2 separate regions of the Sus scrofa genome follow, and region 2 is linked to region 1. The links are chromatin contacts, called in public targeted proximity ligation maps. All regions are on one chromosome and are shown on one strand. The core of a region is the stretch at or near the end of the contact, and the rest is flanking DNA. Distances in the headings are between cores, read along the strand shown.

Region 1 (5,267 bases), core at 2,290-4,789:
TGTGCATAATTGAGGCTCTTCTGAGGAGATCAGGGCAGGCCTCCCAGTCAAGTCCAAAATGGCTAGAGACACAAGAAAAGGAAGCACGGCTGGGTTATAAGGTGTAGACAGGGGGTGGGGCCAGGGGGAGGGTACCCACATGCTGGCAGGCGCTAGGGTCCTTTAAATCTCCCACCAGCACCAAAGGAGAGAACACCCTGGCTTTTTCATCAGCTTGCCCAGATGTGGGGCAGAGAAGGAGAGAAAGAGGTGAGGCTTACAGCCTGTCAACAGTGGAATATCGAATAGAGTCCGACTCCTTGGAGAGCTCTGACCCAGGATAACGTAAAGCAAACTGACAATCCCAGACCTAAACACAACTGCAGACACCCAGGGAGAGAGGGAGAGGAGGCTTGGACAGACTCTCTGGGGCCTGGAAAAGAGAAGCATCTCCCAGGTATGGTGAGCTCATTCATGCACCTCTCTGGCCAAAGGCCCCACAGGAACCTGAAGTTTCAGTCAAGTAAAAAAACAAAGAAGAAAGGTTCACCCAGCACTTAAAGGCAGTCCATAGCCAGCCACAAAAGGTGATAGAAACGTCACAAAGAAGTCTTCTGCCCTAGAGTCAGACACACTCCATCAGCCCTCCTTTAAACTCAAAGACTCCATAACGTTCGGAGCAGCGCTGAAGAAAGAGCGTGTTTTGTGGACCCAGATTCCACTCCCTCTTTTGCCACTTTTATAACCTTGAGAAATATACTCCTTTCTGAGCCCCTCATCTAGACAATGAGGATAAATGATATGCACTCCATTTCATCAATTCTAAAATGCCTTTTTCCTTGCATTTCGGCATTTCCAAAATCTGGATAGATTTGGGGGCTTCTGACAAATTGTGTAACTGGCGGCTTTTTCTCTCAGGGGCACCTAAAACAGTGGTGCATCTTATGATCAACGGCACCTTATATTAGTGGAATACAGTACTTCGCAGGACGTAGAATGCAAATATGAAAAGGTTTTATTCATTATAAACTGCATATAAATGTTTTGTATACCTCTGGGGGCCTTAGTTTCCTTATCTGTAAAATGGACGTAATAAGAGTATCAACTTCGAGGAGCCGTTGTTAAGGGTCAGTTAACACAGAGTGTTCAAAACACTGTATGGCTCGGGGCCGGAGACCTTCGTATTCCTGTCATTCCGAGACTCCTGACGCATCTGAAGACAAGTTGGTTATTGATCTATTCACCCAACATTGAATGTTCTGTGGGTGCCAGCAGGGCTCTAGGGTCAAAATGAATGGTTTCGACTCCTGGCTCTGCCGCTTACTAACGCCTGGGCAATGTCTGTAATTTCATTCGGCCTCCTCTCTGGCATCTGTGACATGAGAATGACAGCACCTGCCTCAAAAGTGCGAGGGAGCCTTCAATGGTTCAGTCCTCGGAGAGAGGCCAGCATGGTGCCTCTTCGTTTTAGGGCCACACCCAGGGCCTATGGAGGTTCCCAGGCTAGGGGTCTAATCGGAGCTGCAGCTGCCAGCCTACACCACAGCCACAGCAACCCAAGCCCTGTCTGTGACCTGCACCACAGCTCACAGCAACACTGGACCCACTGAGCCACAGTGGGAACTCGCTAGTTAACATCTCTGGTAAGTGACTCAGCTTTGAAAAACATCTGGTCTAGCTGTAGAGATGCCCAGAGAGAGAATTACAATACCACAAGGGAAGGGTGGCCTTCTTAACACATGGCCCTTGTATAAACCCTGTCAGTGCCCCCTTGTCAAAAACCATCCAGAAACACACCTGAGATCAAACACAGCTGGTGTGACTCCCTGCTAGGGGGACACCTGACACCATGAAGACACACGAAGTGTCTCAGAAAGAGGGTATCAGAAAGGGCTTGTTCTCGGATTGGACCCCTAGCCTGGGAACTTCCATATGCTGCAGGTGCAGCCCTGAAAAGCAAAAAATAAAAAATATTAAATTTTTTTTAAATAAAATAAAATGAGGTTGGTAGGAAAGCTTACTGAGATAATGGCATCTTCAAAAATGCCTTTACACGTCACAGGCACTGCGCTGGCGTTACTCTTCATTCCTCCCCTAACTCACACCCCTACCCCGGTTCCGTATCGGCCCTGCACCGTTTCATGCAGAGGCCTTGATTGCCAATTACATTTCAGGAAACCTATTTTTATAGCTCGTAGTATGGGTCCAGATGCCTGTAAACACTTAAACATTGATTTTAGTTATTACAGTTCCTTTTTCTTCTCTTTGGTACTCCACTTATTTCTTAGGCTTCTCTATTCCCTTTTCCTGCAGGAAACTTAGACCTGTAAGTAATGACGATAATAATAATAACAAGCCCTCCATTTATGGAAAACTTTACATCTTATAAAATGCTTTTTGGAGTTCCCATCGTGGCTCAGTGGTTAACGAATCTAACTAGGAACCATGAGCTTTCCGGTTCAATCCCTGACCTTGCTCAGAGGGTTAAGGATCCGGCATTGCCATGAGCTGTGGTGTAGGTCGCAGACGTGGATCCTGCGTTGCTGTGGCTGTGGTGTAGGCCGGCGGCTACAGCTCCGATTAGACCCCTAGCCTGGGAACCTCCATGTGCTGCAGGTACGGCCCTAAAAAGACAAAAGACAAAAAAATAAAAATAAAATAAAATAAAATGCTTTTCACCAGAAAACAAAAACAAAAAAATCTGATTGGCAAGTATTATTACTCTCCTGTTTACAAATTAACAAACCAAAGCTGAGAGAGGCTGTGCCTGATTCAGGATCACACGCCTAGGGGTTTCCGTGGTGGTGCAGGAGAAATGAATCTGACTAGTATCCATGAGAACACAGGTTTGATCCCTGGCCTCGCTCAATGGGTTAAGGATCCAGTGTTGCCGTGAGCTGTGGTGTGGATCACAGACACGGCTCAGATCTGGCATTGCTGTGTCTGTAGCATAGGCTGGCAGCTGTAGTTCTGATTAGACCCCTAGCCTGGGAACCTCCATATGCCACAGGTGCAGCCCTAAAAAGCAAAAAAAAAAAAAAAAAGATCACAGGCCTAGTAAAGAAAAAGGACCAGGAATTCTCTTATGGCACAGCAGGTTAAGGATCCGGCGTTGTCACTGCTATGGCCCAGGTTCGATCCCTGGCCCAGGAACTTCCACATGCCACAGGCATGGAAAACAAAAGAAATAGAACCAACTTTCTGAATCTCCACTCTGCTCCAAAACAACTTCCCCTGGGGACTCGAAACTGGATGCCAGTGCGTCCCCATTCCTCAAATAACAGGGGCCCTGGATGGGGCCTCTTGACCAGATGTGCTCTTGAGACAAGCAGCTGTCGTTTGTAATTTCCTGTGTTATCCCCCAGAGTCCACAGCTTAATTTCACTCTAAATCCAGCATGCCTCTTGCCAGATCCATGAGAAAATCCTATTTGAGACCGCATCGCTGAAATCTGATTCAGAACTCTCTGCTGGATCTTCTTCTGACTGTCAATTCGGCTGAGGCCCTAACAGCAGCGCTGGGCTGTGACTGGCATTCTAACTTCCTGTGACTTGCCATCCCTTTCCTACTGGCCCGAGAAGGGCTACCAAACGGACTCACAACTGCTGCCCTTGGGAATCCTTTCAGTGTCCTGGCCTCAGCAGAAATTACAAATAGGGCTTGGTATTTAACTCAGACGGATTCCAAAATATTTCCCTGTCCGGAGCTCTTCCATGGAAAAAGTATTTGCAGTATGCAGAGGCGGGGTGTGGGGCTGGAGGAGAGCCAGGAACACACGATCTGCTGCCTTGAGTCCTACTAGCAGAAGGTGTGTGAACACAGATTACCTTTCCAGGGTAACAAAAGCCAGTGGAATTTATGATGAGGCAGAAAGAGGCTAAGTTTGGGGTCAGCAGATGCAGGTTCAAATACCAGCTCCCAAGGTGAGTGGCTACATGCTATGTATGTATTCAGTCTCTTAAGTGTGTGTTCTCCTTTGAAACAAGAAAACAGTAATGCCTGCCCTGCCCCTCTCTTTAGGGTAGTCCTCAGCTAACAGACATAAAAGCGCTTTGGAAACTGGAAATCACTGGACAAGCATAGGCTGCTAATATCAGGGTGCAGCTTTCTAAAGTTGGCAATATATTTTTCAGACAGAGATCCACTGAGCATTCCAATTCTCTTTGGTCTTTGTTGTTACTTCTGGTTCCTTTGATCTCCCTGCACAAGCTCAAAGTTGCCAAAGAACAGGTCTGCATTTGTTTCGTAATTCACAGTTATTCAAGGCAGCATCTGGTACTCCAACCCACAAAGATAGCCCAAGAAAATTTAAATGACTGGAAGGAGAGAAAAAAAACTTTTCCTTCAAAATTTGCTTGGTGTTTTCTGGTCCCCTAATCTATAAGGAAATTTCACATTTTGTTTCGGAAGCAAAAAAAGAAACAGGAAAACAAGAGAACTTGAGACCTGGAAAAAACATTGCAGCTCTCACATTTATGGATGATTGAAAAGAGATTATAAATAAGGCAGTTAGTTACCAAAGTAAGAGTTGTGAATTCACAACACAGAGAGATAAAACTGTCAAAGGGATCTTCCAAGTATTTGAAAATCTTTGCTAAGCAAAGATGAATTTGTTTATCATAACCCATGTCAAAATTCTAGTAGATTCTCCTAGGGCTTTGTCCAGGAGAAGAGATTTTTAGAAAATATGACCCAACTGTTTTTTACCTCTTAATAATATTTCTCTTTCACCCACACAGCAGTTAATATGTTCTCTGGGAACTGGTTATATTGTTTATAAGCAATAAACAAAGGACTGAGACTAGGAGAGTCCGGAAATGTGGTTCTCTCTACATATGCTGTCCTTCCAATTTGGCCCTGCTTCTGTTCAGATATCCCCTTATTACATGTTTCCAGCAGAACTTTTTGTTTTAGCAACTTTCAGCAGGATGATTGACAGATAAGACCAGCTGTGAACAGGTGACAGTCAGGGCATGTGCATATATCTTAACCACATGAAATCCTTCTACAGCACTCACAGCTCACGAACAATGGAATTTAAATTTGGCAGTTGAATTGTGGACTCATTCCAGAAGATTTAGGTCAGGAAATACCAAAAGGCCTCACCACTGCGCAGCAGCCTCACTTTCAAGGTCACGCCTCCCCATGTAGGGGTGCTGTGTGGGAATGCAGAAAGCATCAGGTGTCAGAAATCAGAAACTTTTCCAAGTGGCCACAAGAGGGCCTCACCGTTCAGACCAATGTTACCCGTTCAGACTGCAGTTTTAATCCTCCAAGCAGGGTGGTGG
Region 2 (4,972 bases), core at 1,862-4,361, 1.9 Mb before region 1:
AGAGTCTTGGGAGTGACTTTAGCGCTGTGATGATGAGGCTGCTGTGCCCAGCAGCCTGGCCAAATGCACATACGTCAGGCTGCGGCCCAAGCCCACAGCGGCCCGCTGGCCTGAGCCGTCCTGCTGCTGGGTTTCGAGCTGCAGGGAAATGGACTGATGATGTAGACAGACCGACCAGAGTGCCCGCCCTCACCGGACACCCCCCCGCCGCCCACCCGCCAGCCCCCAGGCCCAGCTGCTCCTCTGGGCAGCCGCCTCTCCATCTCCTGCCTGGGCTCCAGCAGCCGCTTATCTCAGTTCCTACCCCAGATTTGCCGCAGAAGGAGGGAAGCTCACACATATGAGGCATCTGTCTTAAGCCCGGCCTGGTGCTAGAGGGTTGTATGTTTAGCAACTTGCTTCCTACCCTGCGACATGCCTGTCGTCTTTGCGGACCACGGGCCCATTTTAGAGGTGGGGCTACGGAGCCTCTGTGAGGTTAAGTCGTAGATTCAAGATGTGAGCAGCAGAGCTTTCTGCCCTGGAGTCTTGACCCCCAGGGCCACGCTCGGGACTGCGAAGCCGGAGGGTCACATGGCTGCAGAGCCATGAGCTCAAGTTTGGACCCCATAGTCCTAATATTGCTGAGTGTTGTCCCAGGGCGGAGAGAGAGGGGGGACCAGCCCCCAGTGTTTGCTGTTCGAGATGACAGTGGAAAAACTGCTGGCAGCCTTCTCCAAGCCCACGGGGAATGTGAGGTGGTGGTTCTGGGAACCCCAGAACATGTTAACACTTCCTAAAGAAGGCCAGATCGGAGCGCGGCACCCCTCGCCTGAGCACCTGCCCAGCTCCCTGCAGCCTCCAGCAAAGACTCCAAACTCCTTGCCCACCTGGCAGCAGCCCCGCTGCCTCCCCTGCACTACCCCAGCCCTGTGGCCCTCCTTATCCTGGCCAGGGGCCCTCCCTCTGCCTCTCCTGTCTGGCCCAAGCCATCCTTCACCTGGTCTCTGCTTCCCTGCCTCCTGCCGATGCCTCCTTTGCTCGGTTCTCCTGCCGACACGGTGTCTGCCTCACGGATGGGGAGCCGGCCTTCCATGCCCCTCCCGGTGGCTGTGCGGCACTGGGGCGAGGCGGTGCCGCAGGATGGAGGAAGGACGAACGAGCCCAGAAACCTCTGAGCGTGTCGCCGAGAAGGAAATCCATCCTCCTAGCACATCAGTGCCAGGAAGCAGCTCCCCAGCCTTCCTGCCCTGCCTGCCCCGCCGTTAGCACCATGAGGACCCGAGAGGGAAAGTCAGTTTTCCAGAAAAGCGGTGGCAAAGCCAGGATGAGAACGTGCTCCCAGACCACCTGCGGGCCGGACTCCGGGCCACCTGCCAGCCCTGGAGGCGGGAGGGTCACAGTCAGCACATCCCCGACCCGCAGGGGAAACAGGGGAGCCGTTTTACATTTTGTTTTAGTAACACTCCAGCGGCCTTTAATAAAAAATACCCTTGAGTGTTGAAAGAGAGCCAGGGGGAGATAGAACTCCGGGTCCAACGAGAGGCAGCCCGTGGGTCCGGAGCGGGTGAGAACATGCCCTTGACGTGCAGAATGGGCCTCCCGGCTGGGGTGGGCACCCCCAGGGCAGCAGACCTCCTCCTCCTCGGGCAGCAGGGCCAGGAGGCCTCCCATTCCAGGCCAGGAGAATTTGGAGAGGCTCCTCCCATGCAGCTTAGCAGCGCCAGAGGATAAAGCGCTCTCAACCCAAACCGCAAGGAAACCTCCCCCGGGAGGCAGCCAGTTCCAAGACAGAGTTGGAACTGGTTACTGGCAGCACGTTATTCTTAGAAGTCCTGCGTGGGGGTGGGTGTGCGCGCGCGTGTGCGAAGGTCCGTGCTCCGAGCTCCAGCCCTGCGCCCAGGACCAGGCTGTCCCGAGCTCAGGGCGGAGACGCCGCCCTGGGAAGGGAAGGGCTGGGCCTTTAAGAGAGAGGAGGCTGTTTCCTAGGAATTACATTCCCAGGGCTGCTGTAACAGATTCGCACACGCTTTGGTAGCTCCAAACAGTGCAAGTTTCTCCTCGCAAGGGTCTGGGGGCCAGAAGGCTGACGTCAAGGTGTCAGCAGGGCTGCGCTCCCGCTGAAGGCTCTAGGGGCACATCCTTCTTTGCCTTTTCCAGCCTCGGGGGGCTCCCAGAAATCCTTGGTTCCCTGGCTTGCAGCGGCATCACTCCTCTCTGCCCTGTCTTCTCACGGCCTTCTTCCTTGTGTGTGGCTCTGGGTGGTTCCTTTTCTTGTAGGAACACAGGTCCCTGCATTTAGTGCCCACCCTGACTCCAGTGTATTCCACCCTGACATCCTTAGCCTGTGACATGTGCAGAGACCCCATTTCCAAATAAGGTGTCATTCTGGAGTTCCCCTTGTGGCTCAGCAGAAACAAACCCGACTAGTATCTGTGAGGTTCTGGGTTTGATCCCTGGCCTTGCTCAGTGGGTTGGGGATCTGGCGTTGCTGTGAGCTGTGGTGTAGGTGGCAGACACGGCTTGGATCCCACATTGCTGTGGCTGTGGTGTAGGCCGGCAGCTGCTGCTCTGATTCGACCCTTAGCCTGGGAACTTCCATATGCCATGGGTGCAGCCCTCAAAGGGAAAAAATAAAATAAAAATTTAAAAAGTCTCATCCTGGGGTTCTGTCTGGAGGTGACTTTGGGGTGGGCGGGAGGGAAGCACCATTCAGCTCACCGCGGAGCCCAAGGACTGCCCCAGTTACAGGCAGCTCAGGTGCGTGGGTCGCAGGAGCCCTTTCAGCACTGCTCTGGCGGGCAGCTGGTGCCAGGTGGGCCTGCCCACACCCAGTTCCTGGCCGAGGCCAGTACAGACAGCCAGTGGCTGGGTCCCCTTGCCTTCAGATGGCAGGGAGCGAGAGGAAGCAGGGTCTGCCATGCGCGTCCATGCAGCCGTCAGACACTGCAAGGGTGAGGTTGGGCTGATCCACTTCCATTGCTACTCCTCAGAGCCTAGCCAGGTGCTCTGCTTTCCCTGTGGCTGCAGCTTCTGTCTTTGTTGCAAGAACGTGTGCTCGTTCCAGAGGAGGCACTCTGAGCCTGACTCCGCCAGGGAGTACGTGTTCTAACTTTGCAGAGAGGACAGTCGGGTTCTGTGTCGGGAAAGTGTGAGTCAGTCCGTGGTCTGGATGGGAACCCAATGCCCGGAACTGAAGACAGGATGTTGGCTGTGACGCCGGGCGCCTGGAGACACTCCTCGGCCACTGACTGGGCTGGGAATCCAGCACGGAGCCCCGGACCCCTCATCCGTGCAGCGGGTTCCAAAGCCTTGTGATGCTTGCTCGAGATACTGTATACGCCTTCTGTAATTTATAAAGCGAGGGACCCATATAAGGAGCGCAGAATCCGATGAGAAGACAGTGTGATATAATGAAGATGCTATTTAGTTAGATCATCGCCTGCTGGGTGAAATTCCTCCTGGTGAGAGTTCATGTTTCGAGGTCTGCTCTGAGCGAGGCACATACATTGCTCTTTTAGAGAAAACTGGCCTCTAAGATCGTTTTATGCCCCTTTTAGGAATAAGCCAAACATCTCATTTGGGGAAAGCCAGTGTGTCTTACATCTTCGTGCTTCTCGTTACCTTCTTGGTGTATTTTGCAAAGATACCACCACCCTTTATCATGTTTCTAAGATGGTTTAAAATGTATTTTCTTGAAGTCATGTGGACATGGCGATGCTGTTGGAGACGAGCAGTGTTTTATATTAAACGTGTTTTCTGAATTGAGGGCAGCACACTGAGGCCTGCAGAAGTTCAGGACGTATTCAAGGTCATAGTCAGTAGCGACGGAGGCTGGGATTCAAACCCAGGTCAGTTTGTCCCAGGGCTGGTTGCACTTTGCATCCGGCCCATCAAGGCTCTGGGCCTGTCCCCTCATGGGAGCAGCTGTGCTCAGGCCTGTGGATGCTCGGAGGAGCCGGCGTCTCTCTTCACCTCCGAGCCCTTCTGATGCTCAGCTGGGGCCATAGCCAGGCCGTGGAGGTGGCCATCAGCTTCTCGCTGCTTTCCTGTCACTCTTGGGTGTCACCCACTTAGAGGTGGCCTTCCGATGTCCATCCCGCTCTGGCGGGACCACCAGGTCCCCGGTGCCTCGTGCAGGGTGTCCCATCAAGGCAGGCGTCTTCACTCCCTGCAGCTGGGCAGAGGCAGTTCTATTTGCAGTTAGGGAACAGCCTCGGGAGGCACTAGAAAGGCCGGTGCTTCCTGAACGTGGAGCTGGCTTTCCCAGCCTTGCCGCAGTGACCCCACAATTACTCTGGAATGCAGAGCCCGTGGTCCTGGCAGGCTGACTTAAGCATTAGCCGCTGAGCCAACGGCAGCTGCTTTCTGGGAGAGGGTGTGGCAGTGCAACAGAGAAAGCTTCAGTCTTGGCTCTGGATAGACTTGGGTTCAAACTTCAGCTCCTCCAGTTACAGGCTGCAGGATCTCGGGCTCCTAAACTTTCTAGAGCCTGCCTGCTGCTTCCTCTTGATTTGACCAGCAATACATATGAAACATAACTTTTTAAATGTGAAAATGCAGATAAGCAAAAAAAAAAAAAAATGCGGATTAATGGTATAATCCTACCTCTGTCAAACTTTATTATACATTTTTCAAGATGAATTTTTCCTTCTATTTGATAGATGTAATTCTCTCATTAAAATAAGCGAAGCATCCCAGGCATGCTGCCTTTTTCTCCTAATTTTCATTTAAAGACGTGAGAAAATGGTAATGACATATTGTCCTCTAAAAGAGCTCCTTGGGGAGTTCTCTTGTGGTGCAGCAAGTTAAGGATCCAGTGTTGTCACTGCAGTGGCTTGGGTTCAATCCCTGGCCAGGGGGCGTGTGTGGGGAGAAACTTCCACATGCCAGGGGCATAGCAAGGAGAAAAAAGAGCTCCGTGGTATTCCATTGTAAGGCCAACTGGGAGTTTAACCCAGCCCCGTGGGGTGGGAAATTGAGCATCATGTCA

Evidence for each region.
Region 2: a contact with region 1 is called in a targeted proximity ligation map of skeletal muscle, with 7 times the contacts expected there. A contact is called at or near these places in 1 of 47 Hi-C or Micro-C datasets (mesenteric adipose tissue) and 1 of 2 datasets of targeted methods (skeletal muscle).

What each region holds. Positions count from the first base shown.
Region 1 is chr5:85,426,688-85,431,954 of Sscrofa11.1, reverse strand. No RefSeq gene overlaps it. Among named protein-coding and RNA genes, the nearest start is that of TRNAD-GUC, 71 kb to the right of the region's middle.
Region 2 is chr5:87,312,655-87,317,626 of Sscrofa11.1, reverse strand. All of the region lies in intron 2 of ELK3 (ETS domain-containing protein Elk-3), which reads left to right. Among named protein-coding and RNA genes, the nearest start is that of ELK3, 40 kb to the left of the region's middle.